6 separate regions of the Mus musculus genome follow, and regions 1, 3, 4, 5 and 6 are each linked to region 2. The links are chromatin contacts, called in public Micro-C and promoter capture Hi-C maps. All regions are on one chromosome and are shown on one strand. The core of a region is the stretch at or near the end of the contact, and the rest is flanking DNA. Distances in the headings are between cores, read along the strand shown. Region 1 holds the start of Gpr18 (G protein-coupled receptor 18). Region 2 holds the start of Stk24 (serine/threonine kinase 24). Region 3 holds the start of A330035P11Rik (RIKEN cDNA A330035P11 gene). Region 4 holds the start of 4930424E08Rik (a long non-coding RNA gene). Region 5 has its middle 16 kb from the start of Gm33173. Region 6 holds the start of Clybl (citrate lyase beta like).

Evidence for each region. Promoter capture Hi-C pulls out the DNA fragments that hold promoters and counts their contacts. A called contact is a pair of places that touch in the nucleus more often than the background predicts. Capture Hi-C pulls out chosen DNA fragments and counts their contacts.
Region 1: a promoter capture Hi-C map of liver shows a contact between it and region 2, with 2.3 times the contacts expected there. The contact joins the promoter of Gpr18 here to the promoter of Stk24 in region 2. A contact is called at or near these places in 4 of 39 promoter capture datasets (cranial neural crest, liver and pre-B cells), 1 of 484 Hi-C or Micro-C datasets (pre-B cells) and 2 of 115 datasets of contacts at active chromatin or transcription factors (bone marrow-derived macrophages and effector CD8 T cells).
Region 3: a contact with region 2 is called in a promoter capture Hi-C map of liver, with 3 times the contacts expected there. The contact joins the promoter of A330035P11Rik here to the promoter of Stk24 in region 2. A contact is called at or near these places in 3 of 39 promoter capture datasets (the C10 cell line, liver and pre-B cells), 2 of 484 Hi-C or Micro-C datasets (both in embryonic stem cells), 1 of 115 datasets of contacts at active chromatin or transcription factors (memory CD8 T cells) and 1 of 9 other capture datasets (liver).
Region 4: a contact with region 2 is called in a promoter capture Hi-C map of hippocampal neurons, with 2.6 times the contacts expected there. The contact joins the promoter of 4930424E08Rik here to the promoter of Stk24 in region 2. A contact is called at or near these places in 2 of 39 promoter capture datasets (hippocampal neurons and stem cell-derived epiblast-like cells).
Region 5: a Micro-C map of embryonic stem cells shows a contact between it and region 2, with 3 times the contacts expected there. The contact joins the enhancer-like site here to the promoter of Stk24 in region 2. A contact is called at or near these places in 13 of 39 promoter capture datasets (the 3T3-L1 cell line, 3T3-L1-derived adipocytes, the C10 cell line and 8 more), 7 of 484 Hi-C or Micro-C datasets (the Ba/F3 cell line, cerebral cortex, cortical neurons and 3 more), 10 of 115 datasets of contacts at active chromatin or transcription factors (the NIH/3T3 cell line, T-cell acute lymphoblastic leukemia, astrocytes and 7 more) and 1 of 9 other capture datasets (adipose tissue).
Region 6: a promoter capture Hi-C map of liver shows a contact between it and region 2, with 2.0 times the contacts expected there. The contact joins the promoter of Clybl here to the promoter of Stk24 in region 2. A contact is called at or near these places in 1 of 39 promoter capture datasets (liver), 1 of 484 Hi-C or Micro-C datasets (the G1E-ER4 cell line) and 2 of 115 datasets of contacts at active chromatin or transcription factors (bone marrow-derived macrophages and memory CD8 T cells).

What each region holds. Positions count from the first base shown.
Region 1 is chr14:121,914,443-121,917,142 of GRCm38.p6, reverse strand. Gpr18 (G protein-coupled receptor 18) reads left to right here and starts at 1,255. Exons shown (of 2, transcript NM_182806.2): 1 at 1,255-1,466. The region is part of intron 4 of Ubac2 (ubiquitin associated domain containing 2); the gene reads right to left. Gm46485 (a long non-coding RNA gene) reads right to left here. Exons shown (of 2, transcript XR_001781471.2): 1 at 126-2,700; 2 at 1-28.
Region 2 is chr14:121,377,913-121,380,689 of GRCm38.p6, reverse strand. Stk24 (serine/threonine kinase 24) reads left to right here and starts at 1,460. Exons shown (of 11, transcript NM_145465.2): 1 at 1,460-1,792. The coding sequence starts at 1,751.
Region 3 is chr14:122,105,564-122,108,263 of GRCm38.p6, reverse strand. A330035P11Rik (RIKEN cDNA A330035P11 gene) reads left to right here and starts at 1,290. Exons shown (of 4, transcript NR_015586.3): 1 at 1,290-2,480. Tm9sf2 (transmembrane 9 superfamily member 2) reads right to left here and starts at 1,182. Exons shown (of 17, transcript NM_080556.3): 1 at 829-1,182. The coding sequence starts at 996.
Region 4 is chr14:120,635,602-120,638,301 of GRCm38.p6, reverse strand. It overlaps 4930424E08Rik (a long non-coding RNA gene), which reads right to left and starts at 1,280. Exons shown (of 2, transcript XR_383786.1): 1 at 1,114-1,280; 2 at 84-531.
Region 5 is chr14:120,830,714-120,833,413 of GRCm38.p6, reverse strand. No RefSeq gene overlaps it. Among named protein-coding and RNA genes, the nearest start is that of Gm33173, 16 kb to the left of the region's middle. Within about 2 kb of position 1,338, at least 277 of the 459 cell types and tissues checked have an H3K27ac peak or open chromatin away from gene starts, as enhancers often do. A contact at or near this core is called in 3T3-L1-derived adipocytes, the Ba/F3 cell line, the NIH/3T3 cell line and 14 more, where this site is marked.
Region 6 is chr14:122,180,150-122,183,003 of GRCm38.p6, reverse strand. Clybl (citrate lyase beta like) reads right to left here and starts at 1,310. Exons shown (of 8, transcript NM_029556.3): 1 at 1,223-1,310. The coding sequence starts at 1,278.

The DNA of each region.
Region 1 (2,700 bases), core at 6-2,505, 540 kb before region 2:
CCAGTCAAGAGGTATCCATGTGGCTGACCTGTGTAGCATATGAAAAAACATAACTTCATATAAAACAATTATGATGTAACTTGGCAATGCCAAAGCATGTCTAGAGAAGGTTTCAAGGCAATCACCTCTCACCCACACAGGAACTGCTGCAGTGGTCTCCAGTGGCTCTATAGCACATTATTCTGGAAGGCTCCCACGGCACCCAGTGGTTTGTTAGCACAGCTAACGTCAGTACCTTTTGTAGAATGAAAGTTTAGCACTTCTGGGAAAAGAAGCAAGGTTCTCAAACTACCTCAAGTTCACGCTGTGGCAGCTGTGGTGGCTGACAGCTGGAGTCCAGCTCTCAGGAGGCAGAGACAGGAAGACCAGGGTAAGTTCAAAGCCAACCTGGTCAACACAGCTCCAAAGCAGCCAGTAAGGCCCCGTCTCAAAACAGGACAGACAAGATGACAGGAGCCAGTTTAAATCGCTCACACTATAGACACAGAAGCAGCTAAGCTTAGGCACCATTTAAAGGCTGGCAAATAATGTGTAGCCAATGTAGAGATACTTAGAACTGGACAAGGGCTGGGCTACTTTAAAGAGAAAGTTAAACTCAGAGTAGCTAGACAGCGATGCTCTGGGCTGCCCAATCCTCCCTTCTGTGGGTTTCACTTCCCTTCTCAGCTGAGAACACTGCTACATATAAATTCTTCCAGCTACATGTAAATTCCCCAGTCCTTCCCATGGTTTACATGGATGTTCATGCAAGAAAAAAATTACTGCAAGTCTTCCCTGAGATAGAAAATGGACAAAGTGTAGGAAGTACCTACAGGATCCAGGAACAGATCTGCAGGGCAGGGCAGGGCAGAGCAGAGCAGAGCAGGGCCATGGAGAAGATGACAGGTGACCGAGGTGGCAGGGTGGCAGTTGCTCTCTTTCAGGCAGGACTTTTCTGGAGAGGAGTTCTCAATCCTATCACATGAGTGCTATGCATTTCAACTGGATAGGAACTACACAGGAACAACAAAAGGCTAGACAAAGTCGAGGAGCTTAGAAAGCAGCTAGGCTTTGAACCTTGCTTTGCCCAGTGTCAAATCTCCTGCCTGTAAGTGACACAAACTTCAAACATCAAAACAAGCAGTTAATTCAAGAATATCTGCCTTTCTTCAAGATATGCCATTGTTTCAAGAGCAGCCCGAGATGAGCAGGACTTCATAAACAAATCACTTGTGAAAGAGAAAACCACATCCAGGGTAAAGTCCCACGCTGAGTGTCTCATTTCAGAGCGTTTCCTGAAAACGGCAGAGCAGTGCTCAGAGCTCAGCAGACCAACCCCACTATCGGTACTACATCTCAACAACCCTCCAACAAGACACAGCACAGAGACACCACCTACCTAACACAGGCGACTCTGAGCACTCTCTCTCTGGGACTGGGCAGAGCGGCAAACGGTCACCTCTCAGACAGCCTTTGACAGACAGGAGGTAAGCTGCATTCAATTAATTTCATGGCAAACCATTATCAGAAGTAATGTTGTGTTTACTAAACTCAAAACTTCTGTTCCATCAGATGAAGACCTTGAAACAACTGGTTATTCTTTTCCCAGGATTCAGCGCTCATTTTCAATATTTTTTATTAATAGTTAAGTGTAGAGTTTTAAATGTTTTTATTTTATTTTTGAGATTCCAATATAATTACATCATTTCTTCCCTCTCCTCCCTCCAAACCCTCCCACGTGACCCTCCTTAACCGCTTACAAATTCATGGCCTCCTTCTCTTAATTGTTGTTACACACACACACACACACACACACACACACACCTAAATACATATAACCTGCTTTTCTGTGTAGTGTTACTCACACGTGTTTTCAGAGCTGACCGTTTAGTACTGGATAACCAGTTGGTGGGCTCTTCCTGAGGGAGGCCTATTGCTCCCACTTTTAGCACAGAAGCTGCTAGTAGTTCTTGGTGTAGGACTGAGGCCTCGCTCTCATTCCCCTGTCATTTAACACATTATGTTGATGACATAGTACATCATAACATAATTCAATGTCTTTGTCATATAGTTTCAATTACTGTTTCATGAAATTACTTGGCTTCAATTTAAAAAAAAATAAAAACAAAAAACACAAAACCTACAGATAGTCATGGTACTTAAGTTTTCAAAAGTTAACCTGAAAGACAATCGGTTTTCAACACTCGCTCAAAATCGTGCAGAACATAGTCCGGATGGTAATACAGAGACACAAGCATCGAGCATCGCACTGAGCACAGTGAAAACTGGGGCAGGTGGACTACAGAAAAGCAGCCAGGGAAGGACAGCCTGTAGATACAGGTGTTTTCATGACAACACCAGGGAGAATGGTGATAGAGGAAAGACCAGGACTTCATTATACCTCAGAGGCTTCTTTAAAGACCACAGTGTTTAAGCCTCTAAGTCTCCTTTGCTTAATACTAAAGATTTAACCTTACTATGCAGTAATTTTCTTATTTGCGTAGAAACTAGTATTCTAGTTATATACATTTTGGGGGTGCTATGTAGAGCAAACTAGTTTCAAACAGAGATTCCCCCTCCCTCTGCCTCAGAAGTGCTAGAGTTAAAAGCATGTTGCTACCATTCTCAGCCTTATTTGGAAATTTTAATACAGGTTTTTAGATATATAGGATTTTATTCCAAAATCACATTTAAGCCAATTATGTGGCAAACAACAATGGG
Region 2 (2,777 bases), core at 211-2,710:
GTAGTAAGAAAGTACTCTTTATGTAATCAGACATTTCCAAGGCTGAAAGTCGCTGCCTCTTGGTAGAGACTCCTGTATTTCTGGTCATTCTTTCATGTTATTCTAGGTAGAATTTGAGGTTGAATAATATATGCCTTTTCAAGATTCATGGTCTTGATCATTTTCCCTTGTATTCATTAAGTACTCCATTTTTTTTTCTTTTCTTTTTAGGTTTCTTCTGCTTAGGGAACACATAAACTCTTGGTTATATGGGTTCATACTTTTAATGTTTTCAGTTTACTCTTTAGAAGTGGCAACGCATCTCAGTCAGGTGACCAGGAGTAATCATGCAAGCCTTCTAATACATCTTAGCATCCTGGAGGTCTCCTAGGCTAGGTTTCCAAAGGGTATTCGGCTTACTTTAACTTCTGATGCAGGACCCAGAGGGAGCCTGTGTTCTTGGAATACAAGGACACCTCAGAGAATAATCTCTTCTCTACCTTAGTCGAGGATTTATGCGTCCTCTATTTCTGAACTCTTGGGGACTCATTTTGTATGGTTAACCTTGCACAGCTGTGGGGCAAAGCGGGCACTCCTGAATGAGGCCTCAGGGTCCCTATGGCGAGAGACACAGCGATTCTGACTCTTAGACCACTTCCTATTTGCCACTTGTAAATAAAGTACTTCCTGGAACCGCATGGATTCACTCCATCCTTCCTTGTTTGCTGCAGAAGCGGCAGCTTAGGAGGAGGGCAGAGCTGGTGCCCAGAGAGGGCCTACGGCCTTAGGAGCAGTGAAGCGAGGGGAGGGCTGGGTAAGAGTCGGGACGCGGTTTCCTTCTATTGTCTTCCCTTCCTCCAGCACCCCTCCGCACCCCACTTTTCCCTTCTTGTGCGCAGCGCAGAGATGGCGGGGCCCAGCCCTTCCTCTGTCCAGCTAAGTTTCCACAGCCGGCGGCCCAGGCGAGGCTGAGTTCAGTACCCAAGGCAGTGCACACAAACCGCCCTCTCTACCCTTGGGGTTTCTTCCTTGATCTGGCTGGAAACTTCGTACAGTGAGGACGCTCCGGCCGGGGCTTTTGGAATAGGCCCCAGGCTAGGCCCCTCTGGGGACACCCCGAGTGCAGACTCTGGCCTCTGGAGGGCCAGGGCGGGTGGAGAGGGAAGGGTAGGAGTGGGCGGTGCTCTTCGCTCCCCCAAACTCAGCTCTCTTCCGCGCGCGAGGCCCACCCCGCGGTTCCGAAGGACCCCGGCGCACAGCACCCGAGAGCGCCCGCCTGCCCGCCGGGCCCCGGGGACCCCGCCTGCGCGCCCGCAGGGAGGCGCGACTGCGGCCTAGGGCGCCCGGCGGCTCCTCCCCTCCCCCTCCCCCTCCCGGAAGCGCGGGGCGGGGTCCCCGGCCGGGCCGCGGGGGCGGGCGCGGGGGCCGGGCCGGGGCGGGGCGCGGCGGACTGTGCGCGCCCACTCGGCTCCAGGCGGCCAGCGCTCGCGGGCCCAGGCCGCCCGGCTCGACCTGAGCACCGCGGCGGCGCAGCGACGGGATCCCTGGAGAAGCAGCCGCAGTCTCGAGACGTCCCCCGCGCCCCCCACTGCCCGCCCCAGGCTCAGTGTATGGGGCCGCGGCCCGCCAACCTTCGTTGAGACCGTCCCCGGGGTGCGGTGGCCTCGGGCTCCAGAGCCCGCCCCGCCACCCGAGGGCTGCGCGCGGCCCCGGGCCTGCTCGCCGCGCGGCTCCGCGCGTCCCGGGCCAGGAAGTGGCGGCGCCGAGCGCCATGGCCCACTCCCCGGTGCAGTCGGGCCTGCCGGGCATGCAGGTAGGTTGGGGTGGCCCGGTCGGGCTGCGGCCAGGGCGGAAGCGGGCAACTTGGCGGTGTCAACACGCCCCCCCTCCCCCCAACCAGCCGGGCCCGCTTCTCCGGGATCTTCGCCGACTCGGGCGGCGGGGATCTCGGGTGTATGCACGTGGAGGGGCTTTGGGGTCTGCGGCCTGGGGCCGAGGTGGGGTGCAGGAGCTTTGCGCTCCCCAAGTCCGACGCGCAGGCCGAGCGCCCATCCCGGGCAGGAGTCTGAACTAGTGTCCTTGGAGGCCCCGCTTTGGTGCCTGGGCCCTATGTGGGCCTGGGACAGGGATAGCGGCACTCTGGGGTCCGTCCTCAGTTAGCAAAAGTCCCTCCCCAGACCCCTCAAGCGGGAGACCCGAGCGCAGGGCGGGAGCGCGCCCCGGCTGGTCACAGTCCGGGCGGGCCGCAGGGCGGGGTGCAGGAAGATGTAACCTCGCATCGGAGCCTGTAGTTCTGGTGCGGAAAGTGCGAGGTTGCAAACTCGGGAGGCGGAACCCACACCTCCGCGAGCGCCCTGGTGTGCAGAGCCCAGGTTCATCCCTCGGGTGCCAGGACTCCGCTGCTGGACTTTCACTTTGAGACCGGTTGGCATCCAGAGGAACTGTGTGCTAGCGGGCTTCTTGGTGCACACTTTGTATCTTCTTAGCCTGCCAGTGACTTTTTCTTCGGAGGGGAAGGGGGCGGTGAGGGGACGGAGTTGAATTTCAAGTTTATATGGATGCACGAACTTTTTTTTTGCTATTGAGGATGGTTTTCTGCACTTTGAAAAACAATCACTTGTCTGTTCAAACTTGTAAAGTTTGTGAGCGTATATAATAAATACAGACATAATGATTGCGATTAAGATAGCAAGACCAGTCAAAGTTTTGCTTTCCCAAGGAAGTGAACGGAAGAGTTTTGCTTAAAAAAAAACAAACAAAAATCAACAACAACAAAAAAAAAACAAAACACCTCAGAA
Region 3 (2,700 bases), core at 41-2,540, 730 kb before region 2:
ATAAAATAAACACCAGCTTAAAATTTTAGTAAATAAAAAGTGTAAACGTTTTCTTAACCATTATTTGAAGTATTAAAATTAACGGTTTCTGAGAGGCCCTGGATCCTCCAAATGGTTAAGTTTTAGTAACTTTACGAAATAATGGTGTATTGTGATGCTCTACACCTGATACCTAAAAGCTGCTTTCAGCTGGTAAACTGAAAAACGTGTGGGCGGATGGCCTACGAAACCAACATTTTCAAGGCAGGTTCTTTCTCCCGCTCTCTGCTGCTTTTTAAGTGTTTAAAGCCATCGCGGAGAAACCCATTTGGGGGTCTCTTAAAAATTTTATAGCTTAAAAAAAAATTTAAAGGCCAGGGACTAAACTTAACTACAACTAGTCTTTATTAACGCGGTTTTCAAGGAGGGTTAGAATGCGTCACAATCCACAGGTTAAATGATCAACTAGTATTCTTGAAGTTCGGTATCAAAGTCCTAGAGAGAATAAGCCGTCATGACCAGGAGTTCTAGGAAAGTGCAATAAAACAGTGAGCTACGAAATTAAGTTACTGGAAGTTGTCGCTCGGCTGGGAGCGCCCCGTGTGGGCATCGGGTCACCGCGTACCTGCGTGCAGGCCAGTCCAAGGGCGCTCCGCAAGCCGCCGGGGTCCGGGCAAAGCGCCCCGAGCTGCAGCGACGAGCCCGCGGGGACCACCCGGGGTCCGCAGGCCCCCGTCCCGTCGCGGCTCGAAATGCGACCCCACCCACAGCTACGCCCCTTCCCGCTCCTTGACCCCGCTCCTAGACCCCGCTCCCACCGCGGCGCGCAGCCCGACAGGCCTCCCCCACCTTGCACTCGTTGCTCTTCTCTTCGGCGCAGAAGTTGACCGGCGCCAGGCCGGGCAGGTAGAAGGCGCTTCCCGGGCGCGGGCCTGGGACCGTCCCTAGCAGGAGCAGCGACAGCAGCAGCAACCTGGAGCCTTGCGCTGGCGGCGACGCTGGCGGCCTGGAGCTCATGCCGGCGGCTGTGAGAGGCGAGCGGCCGAGCCGAGGGGGACGGCGAGGAAGGAGGGGTCCGGGGCGCTCGGAGATCACCTCAAGGCCCGAGCGCAGAGAAGGCCGGCCCGCAACGGCTAGTTCCGGTTACGCTAGGAGACACCGCGGGCCCCGCGACAGAAACCGAAGCGGGCCTCCACGGAGCATGCGCGGGGCCGCACGCACATGCTCAGTGCCGGCGCCGCAAGCGCAGCGGGCTCTTTCCGGGCGGGGCGGCCAAGAGATCCGCGTTCCGGGATCTGGGTGACTTCCGCCTGCGCGCTTCCGGCACCCACAGTCGGGTTCCAGGTTCCACCGTGGCGCTCCAGAGCGCCGCGCTTCTCGGGCGCACCTCTTCTCTGCCCTCTGTCACCTCATACCCGTCAGTCCGCTCAGGACTGATGAACCAAGTACTTTCTGATGGAGACCGAGTTGGTCGATGAGGCAGAGCTCAGGGGTTACCTAGTTGGGGCCAGGGTAAGGGAACAAATGGAAAGAGCGGTTCGTAAATCTTTAAACAGCTCTTAGAGGTTATTTGCAAGAATAATTCCTAAGCATCGGAAATGCTGGGACATTCTTGTGTGGGAGAAGTGTGCACACAACAAACATATCTTTCAGAAAGTCGAAATGAGATAGATGAGAGAGGGTAGTAAATATAAAGTAGCAATGGCAGGTTGCAATGAAGATACCGGGGCTTAGTTAAGCAAAGCAGTCGTGTTAAGGAAGACTATTACGGCATTATTACTCTTCGACAAGGTGCATAGCTTTTCCCATTGATAATGGGAAATGGTTATGTCTCTGTGTTAGTGCGCAAGCATTATGCTCAAGGAGGAGAAAAGTTTAGCATAAAAAGCCCATGGAGTTTTAGACTTCAACCGAATTCTTCCCCAAGTGCATCATCTTAGAATATAAAACACAGTCCTGGATGACTGTAACCCCCAAATTCAAGAAAAGGCAAATTCAGAAAATAGGTAAATTCAAAAAAGTTTGTAGTCTCATGCTATTAAATTTTTTCTGTGTGCTCATATATTGCTCCCTTCCCCAAAGTTTACAACTAACCAGATTTTCAATGGCTCTAGCACCTACAGAAAGAACTACTGACATACCTAAAAAGAGCTTTAACATCAAAGGTAATTTGTACTGGCTGAGCGTCCTGGCTTTGGAACATTGTGATCTAGCGATGTGCCTCTGGGCATGGGTTCATCACTGGAGAAATGAAAGTTAGAAGAGAAGACAAGGGTGCTCACCCTCTCAAAGAGTGGTAAAGATTAAGTTAAAAAATACTATATCACAAAAAAATAGGTGATATAGTAGTTGTCCCAGGCGGTCCTGACCACTTTTATAACAAAAGGAGGCGTGTCCATCAGCGCACACCATCTCAAATACATGCACATACTGAACTTTGGGCTAAGTCAAGACAACGCCCTTTGTCGAAAAAGGAAGCAGCTGTCTCCAAATATAAAGAGGTAGGATTAACACCCCCCACACACCTTACCTATTTTTCTGATAATACCAAACTAGACCTTCACTGCCGTAGCTCCCGCTCCAACCTTGCCATTACTACTTTTTTCTACCTGTGACAATCTCACTGTCCATAGCTGGCATGCTGCTCGCTGTGCCACTGAGTTCTTTTGGTGGTCTCTAGGCTCCTACCTACCACGCTAGGCCACTCTGTAGGTCTCCCCA
Region 4 (2,700 bases), core at 31-2,530, 740 kb after region 2:
TTTGGGTTTCTGTCAGGTTCCGCTGAAGTAATATAATATGCTTATTATAGATAGATAGCTTCAAGTGAGAATACAAACTTAGAGAGATTTGAGAGTAGCCCTTTATTAATGAGGACAAATGAAAGAAATGAAAGACAAGAGGGGAGTGTAGAGGGCAGCACCTCTGTGAGCGAGTCACTCACTGTCTGAAGCATTCACTGCCTCAGAGCACAGACAAACCGCAGGAAATTACTAATGAGTTTATCACCTCATCCAAAAGGCAAAACCGACCGGAAGAACTGACCAGAGGGCTTTAGTCACACAGAGGGTCAGAACATCCACAGACGCGTCCATGCCAAAGGATTAAGAACTAAGATGAATAAGAACCGGGCCTTAGCAGAACCACTGGGAGGATGAAGCCAAGGAGAGCGATAATGGGGTGGGTGGTACTGCTCAAATACTAGCCTGCGATTTTCCCTGCATGTCTGTTTTCTCTCACTCACATCCAATGAAGCCAAGTTGTATTCACAGTCTCAGGGGAAAGGTGAGGCCCTGTGGATAAGAGAGATAAAAAAAGAATCCGTTGTTTTTCCGAGTTTCAAGGATAGACGCCCTTGGAGAAATAGCAAAGCTGGACAACATGACAGCCAGGAGTAAAAGAGCAGGCACGGAGAGAATTCGCAAGACTCATGGAAGATAAAGGCAGGAAACAGATGGTGCCTGTGGCAAGTGAGTGAGAGAGGAGAGGAGAAAGGACTGGGAAATCAGCTCTCAGAGGAGAGTGTATGCCTTGCTTCCCAGAGGCCTGGAGGCACTTGGTAGAAGGGACCTGTCCTTGGATCTACAGACTCCCGAGAAGGATGCAGGACTGGGTAGAAGGGGCCTGATCCCTGAATCCACAGAGTCCCGAGAAGGATGCAGGACTCTTGAGACGGAATAAATATATGTGCACATGATCAATAGCAGAAGATACAATGTGTAGTGGACAGCTCTGGACAGAGCTGTAGAGGACTTGTGGAGCCTTGGCCCTGCATTTATGCCAGGCATACATACATCCACCTAGAAAGGAGCTAGAGACATATGCTGAGCGCTTCCACATGCCTCTGCAGAGTTACAGGAAAGTAGGAAACATACCTCTGGAGAGCCATAGCTCACAGTGACTCATGCAAAGACCTCAAAGCTTGCAGAGCTTAGGTAAATTTTCAAGGTCACCAAGCCATTACCAGACAACCAGTGCAGGCACGAAACCTTTCCCCATTCTGACTCCCACTAGAGTACAGTGGTCCTCAACCTTCTAATGCTGAGACCCTAGCAGTTACTCATGCTGTGGGGACCCCCAACTATAAAATCTCCATTGTTACTTCATAACTGTCATTTGGCTACTGTTATGAGTCATAATGTAAGCATGTTTCCTTATGGTTGTACGTGACCCCTGTGAAAGGATCATTTGACACCTCTGAAGGAGTTGTGACCCAAGGTTGAGTGTCCGAATCTTCTAACTCTGCCTCACTGAGCTTACGGGTAGAAGAGAATGAGGAGGTCCTGTGAAGGTAGTCCAGTTTTTTATCACAGTCTGGGTCATCACCTTTGTGTGTGTGTGTGTGTGTGTGTGTGTGTGTGTGTGTGTGTCTATATGTATGTGTTTGTGACTGTATGTCTACGTCTGTGTGTCTGTGTGTACATGTGTCTCTGTGTGTATGTGTATATGTGTGTCTGTATGTCTGTGTGTATGTGTCTGTGTCTATGTTCCTCTGTGTATGTCTATATATTTATGCCTGTATGTCTGTGTGTGTTTGTGCATGTCTGTGTATGTGTCTGTGTGTTTCTGTCTAGGCCTCTGTGTATGTGTGTGCATATGGAGACAGAGGACAATCTCATGTACTATCATCCATGTTTTTGAGAAAGTATTTCCCTGTGATCTGAGACTTTCTGATTAGTCCAGGCTAGCTGGTCACCAAGCCCTGGGGATCTACCCCCAGAGCTATGATCACAAATGCAGCCCATCATGTCTCTATTCTTACTGGGTTCTCGTGATTGCACAACAAACACTTACTACTGATCTATCTCCCTGGCCCACCATCTTTAAACTTTATAAAAAGGGACTCGGCTTGGCTTGGCTAGACCCTCCTCACTCTTTACCCCAAAGGTAAATAAATGAGAATGGCACCCATAGGCGCTGACATTTGTATGCTTGGCTCCTGGTTGGTGAAACTGTTGGAGAAGAATTAGGAGCTGTAGCCTGATAGAGGAGGTTCCCAGTAAACACACTCTCTGCTCATGGCTGTTGTCTCAAGATAACCCCTCAGTACTGTCCCATCACTGAGCTCCCTGGTGTACTACTCATAGACTCTAACTCACCCTCTGAAACTGTCAGCCACAAATGGACTCTTCCTTCTAGAAATTTGCTTGGCTGTGTATCTGCACAGCAATAGCAAGGTAGCAAAGATAGGGGCATAGGGCAGAAGAGAGGACTGGAGAAGAACTAACATGGAGGAGGGCAGTAAAGCCATGAAGAAACTTTCTAGTTTTACAAGTTTTTTTTTTTTAAAACAACTGAGTGTGTACATGTGCTGTGTGTGAGTGTGTGTAAGAGTGTATGACTGTGTGTAAGTGTTGTGAAAGTGTGTATGAGTATATGGGTGTGAGGGTGTGAGAATATGTGTATGTGTAAGAGTGTGTGTAACTGTATGTGTGTGAAAGTGTGTATGAGAGTATATATAT
Region 5 (2,700 bases), core at 89-2,588, 550 kb after region 2:
CAAAATAACATGGTCAGGGTTGTCATAGCTCTACCCTACTATACCCTACCATCTTGATACCAACTTGCTTTAGTTAGGGTTTCTATTGCTGTGATGAAATATCATGACCAAAAGCAAGCTGGGGAAGGAAGGACTTATTTAGCTTAACACTTCCAGATCACTGTAGAAAATCAGGACAGGACTTAGGAGAAGGACCTGGCGGCAGGAACTGATGTAGAGGCCACGGATGGGTGCTGCTTACTGGTTTGCTCTGCATGGTTTGCCTCGTCTGTCTTGCTCAGTCTATTTTCTTATAGAACCCATGACCACCAGTCCAGAGATGGCATCACCCACTGTAGGCTAGGGCCACCCCTACCAATTACAGTGTGGAGGCATTTTCTTAATTGATGTTCCCTCCTCTCAGATGACTCTGGCGTGTGTCAAGTTGACATAAAGCTATCCAGAAGAGTGGCCATTCCAGGAGGTAAGAAGACCCTGGGGTTGGCTGTGTGGTCTCCTCTTCTCCCTGGAGAACTTTGTGCTTCAGGCTCTGAACAGAGGTAGTCTGAGCTCTGCTCTTTTGCTAACCACAGGGAACCATTTCTTCTCTTAAAGACTGAAGTATCTGCAGTGAGACCCACCCCTTTTCTTATTTTGACGTCTCACTTGTTCTGAAACAGAACAACTTCTATCATGGGGCAAAAAGGCACAAAACCAGAGACCTCTTGACATGGACACATAGCACATTGCAGTATGGTCTTTCCTGGTCTCCAGGGTGCAAACGATGCTAGGAGTCAGATCTCATGTGCAGAAGAAGTCAGCCAGCGGCTTCAAACCTTCAGTGGGAACTGCCAAGCATTCTGATCTTCCAGGAACTCATCCAGGCGTCTGGGGGAACGGCTCTGTCTTTATTTGCATATGGAATTCTGGGGGCTGACTCATTCTCTGAGCAGCTGGCCTCACTTGTGGTTTGTGCAAACCCACGCTGAGAAGTTGAGGCCAGGCTCTGGTCAAGGGCTGGGTCTAATGCAACCCTAGGGCAGCTGGGTCGCTTATATTATCTCTGGTCTTCCTGCTTTCTTCTCATTGAACTAAACAGCTAGGGGGCAGGTCCTCAGTCAGCATCCACAAAGCCACTGCATACATGGAGCATTCCAACACACTAGGAAGGCTTAGCTTTCTGTTTAGAATTCTAGCAAACAAGCTACGAACGTTTAAAAAGACAACCCCCTTCTCTCCGGCTCAGTGAAAGCAAAACCAGGCAGCAAAATCAATAAATCATTAACTTAAAGGACGGCCTTTCGAGGCTCGCTGCCTGGCTTGCTTTGCCAAGTGACAGAAGGGTCACTGACTTCACCGTGGAAAGGAAGTTGGTAATGATTTCCCCTAGCTCGCGAACTCTTGCCGCGCTTGCGCTGACGGTGTAGGACTTAAAAGCGAGGCTATATCGCCCTCTCGTGGACGCTGTGTGCATAACCTGTGATGCACAAAGCTTTGAGCTACAAATCACAAATACCGACCAATAAGATACAGAACTCAGGGAGTGTCAAACTGGATTGTTGTAATGCACACACACTGTTCAGGAACAAGTGGCACGCCTTAGGACTCGTTCGAGAAAAGCGTATCTAAGTGGCTTTGTCAAATATCAGTACTATGAATGCCCCTTTTAATCTAGCGTATTTCCCCCAAGCTTTCTTACAATGTACAGGACAAACTGCAAGTTGTGAGATGATGATTCCAAGTTAGTTAGCATATTTGTCACCTCACATACCTCCTTTTTTTTCCTTCTTCACAAGAACACTTAGTCTCTTAGCAAGTTTTGCATATGCAGTGGAGTGAAGCCTGTGAGTAAGACCAGCTTGGAGACGTTTCCTTCTGAGAGCCGGGGAATGGGGTAGCAGGACCCGAGGCCGTGTGCTGAGCTGCAGGGTTTATTGTCTGAGCTAAAGGGATTCTCTCTACCCCACCTGATCTTTACAGCTGTTCTGGGAGTCTCAATTACTTCTGTTTTGACCAAGACAATTTAATTGGGTGTCTGTTGAAGGAAAAGGCCTGGAATCGATATTGTAGCAAAGTGTACCTCAGTGGCTAATTAGTGAACTCGACCTTGGGTTAGCATTGCTGGGAGAAAGCTGCCCGCTCTGAACACCACTAGCAAGTCCCATGTGCTGTCTGCTGTTGATGATCAACACTGTCCTCGTTACCTAGAAGAATGGCACATTGTAGAGAGACTATCGGTTGTTCATTTAAAATAATCATAGTTTAATTAAACAACCTGAGAGGTGTCAATACTTTGTCCTGATTTGCACTGAAATAATCAGTGTAATAAAACTTCTGGGGATGCCTAAAACTTGGTCCAATTATAAATGCCAAGTGGGGGGACAATGAGATAGCTCAGTGGGGGGACATTAAGATAGCTGAGTGGGGGGCAGTGAGATGACTCAGTGGGGATAGTGAGATGTCTCAGTGGGGACAGTGAGATAGCTCAGTGGGGGAAACAGTGAGATAGATAACTCAGTAAGGGGGGCAGTGAGATAGCTTAGTGGGGGGGAATGAGATGTCTTGGGGGGGGGGTGGACAGTGAGATAGCCCAGTGTGCAAAAGTGTGTGTTGTGCAGGCATGGTGCTATGGCTCCATTCCCAGTACGCATGAACGTCGAGAGAACCAGCTCTGTAGCGTTGCCCCGCCTCCGCCTATCATAGAGAACCAGCTCTGGAGCG
Region 6 (2,854 bases), core at 61-2,560, 800 kb before region 2:
ATGGCCCCTGCGTGCTCAGCAATGGTTCAGACACTCTGAAAATAAGCAAGGAGCCTCCAGAAGTAGCCTACTGGTCCCAGACAGCACTTACATCCTCTGGTGGGTTTACTAGGACCACACTAGCACAATTGGCTCACTAAAGCCAAGTACCTGCCCTTGATAGAGATGATGCATGGTATGGGGGGCAGGGTGGTGGTGATAAAAAGGAGTTTACACTAAGCTCCAAGCCTATTAGAAGTGGTGACTGTGTGCGGTCAGGACTGGTCCTTTCACACTTCAGAAACGGAATCTCTGGGCTGGCCCAGGACCCCTCCCTTACCACCACTCAGGTTCCAGGAGTGATTTTCCTCCAGCCAGGGTGCAAGGCCACAGATGAGAAAATGAGGTGCCTAAGACCATATGGGTCCTGTCATGGGTCTGGGGTAAATCATGAAGCACAACACAAAAGATGTAAAAAACGCTAAACTGTGAACTCTGGCTCCATCGCTCCGTGGGACTTTGAGACAGTCTCTGATCCTGTTTCCTCACAATAGGCAAGACACCTTAAAGGAGAACTCAGGACACGTGCAGTTAACAGATAGGCAAGTGTCATGAGGGAGGGTCACTGTTTGTGACAATCTACAGTTCCTTTACCAACTAGTATTGCTATGTAGGCCAGGCTGGCCTCAAACTTGCTATGTAGATTAAGTGTAGCCTTTAACCTGCGTCCTCCTGCCTCCACTCCCCAAGTCATGGAATTCTTTTCAAATATCTACTCCAAAGCTGATGACGTAAGACTTAAAGTCTCTTGTTAAACCAAAGAAAACTTCAAAATATATGCTCTTTTCACCTAAAAAAAATTCAGTGTTTTTCATGAGCAGATTTTGGCAAAAGCTTTTTGGAACCCTCAGTCATTCTTGGTTGGGTAAGTGGGTCCAGAGAACAACATTTGGGAACCACTGTGCTTCACATAGGTGGGGTGAGCGTCTCAGCTACTCCAGAGCGCCCCTAAGTTAGCGCGGTACATGCCAGATGCTGACAGCCCTGCCAACCCAGTAACGTTTGTACCCATTGCCCGGGTCCACGCAAAGCCCTCCCACTGGGAGGCAGCAGCCGCAGCGACCTTGGCAGAGGTCAAGGACCGGAGGCACAGAGGTATCGGGCTAGAGTGCCCATGCAGGCTCCAGAGACCACTCTGGCTACCGCCTTCGCCGCGTGGCGGGGACAGAGAACCTGAACTCACAGCCTGGGCAGCGCCGCCGCTCCACGAACCGTGTTCCGCAGCACGCACAACGCCATCTTCCCGACTGGCCCGCCTACGCCCCGCCCTCGCCCCGCCTAGCTGGATTCGGCCACGCCCGCCCTACCAGGCTTAGCCCGGCCCCCCGCTTGCCACAGCCCAGGCCAGTCCAGCCAGACTCAGCCCCACCTTGCTTCTGCTGGCGAGGCCCCATGCAACGCTTCTCTTTCCAAAACCACGCCCGCCCTCGTTAGCCACTCCAATCCTCTGCGAGCCCTGCGCGGCTCTGCGCGGAGGCTTTGGTGACCCAATGCTCCGCCCGCTTCTGAAACGAGTTAGAGAAACTTGGGTTTTCTCTGGCAGAGAAGATTTAGGTTTCCGAGGGGCTTTTTTGCTGTTTTTATTATCAACGTGCCCCTAACACAGTCGGTGAGCCTGCGATGGTGCATAAGCTAAAAGTGGTCAAAGCAAATGGGCTCTACCTGAAAAGGTGCAGGCTTGGGACCCACACAGGCCCCTTCCCAATGCCTGCGGGTCTCCGGAAACTGAGAGAAGCTGCCATCGGTCGTCTTTCCTAATCCAGTGGTGCCCTACCTAGTGTCTGGTCCTTTCCACTCTCCACCCTCCACCATTCCTCTGTCTTCTACCTCTGCAGTTTTGATTTTGGTGGTCACTACGTTCCGTTTGTTCTGAATTGACACTCAAAGTCGTTGTCGGAAGCTGGATTAAAAAATAGACCCCAGACGGGCGTGGTGGCTCACGCCTTTAATCCCAGCACTTGGGAGGCAGGAGAATTTCTGCGTTCGAAGCCAGCCTGGTCTACAGAGTGAGTTCCAGGACAGCCAGGGCTACACAGAGAAACCCTGTCCCGAAAAACAAAAACAAAAGACCCCAGAAGTCCTTTGTAGCCAGAGTGGCAGCACAGATGCCGAATATCTGCAAGACTGAGTTATCGCTTAGTTTATGATACCAACAGGGCAGACTGTTCAAACCCTCTGTGAGGCCCCCTCACACCCACCCGGACCTCTCCTGCCTGCACCCAGTGAGGACCATCCCACTTTCCTGTCTCCACTGCGGGCCCCAGTCTGTTCCGCCAAAATGGAGCCTGAGACAAAGCAGTATCAGGAACACCCATTCCATCTCTAATTTACACATCTATATCTTGTACTAAGAGACTGAGCAGGCAAGCTTTGTCTGTCTCCAGATACTAGATCACACTCTTTGTCCTGTTACACTTCTCTATGGCCATCCATCCACCAGTAAAAACACAGGTCTGGGGGTTTGAGTTTTTAAAACTTTTGTTGTTGTTGTTGTTGTTGTTGTTGTTTGAGACAGGGTTTCTCTGTATAGCCCTGGCTGTCCTGGAACTCACTGTGTAGACCAGGCTGGCCTTGAACTCAGAAATCTGCCTGCCTCTGCCTCCCAAGTACTTGGATTAAAGGTGTGTGCCACCACCGCCCGGCCTTGAGTTTTTATTTATCAATAAAAGTCACGTAAGGCGTCAGTTACATGCACAAAAGAGTTATTGCAAGTTTTGCACCTGAGGGGGTCAGAGGGATTGAGGGGAGGTAGTGGGGGAAGACGGGTTGGGAGGGTGAAAGACTTCAGGGCAAAGTAGAGCAGGCATAAAACTTC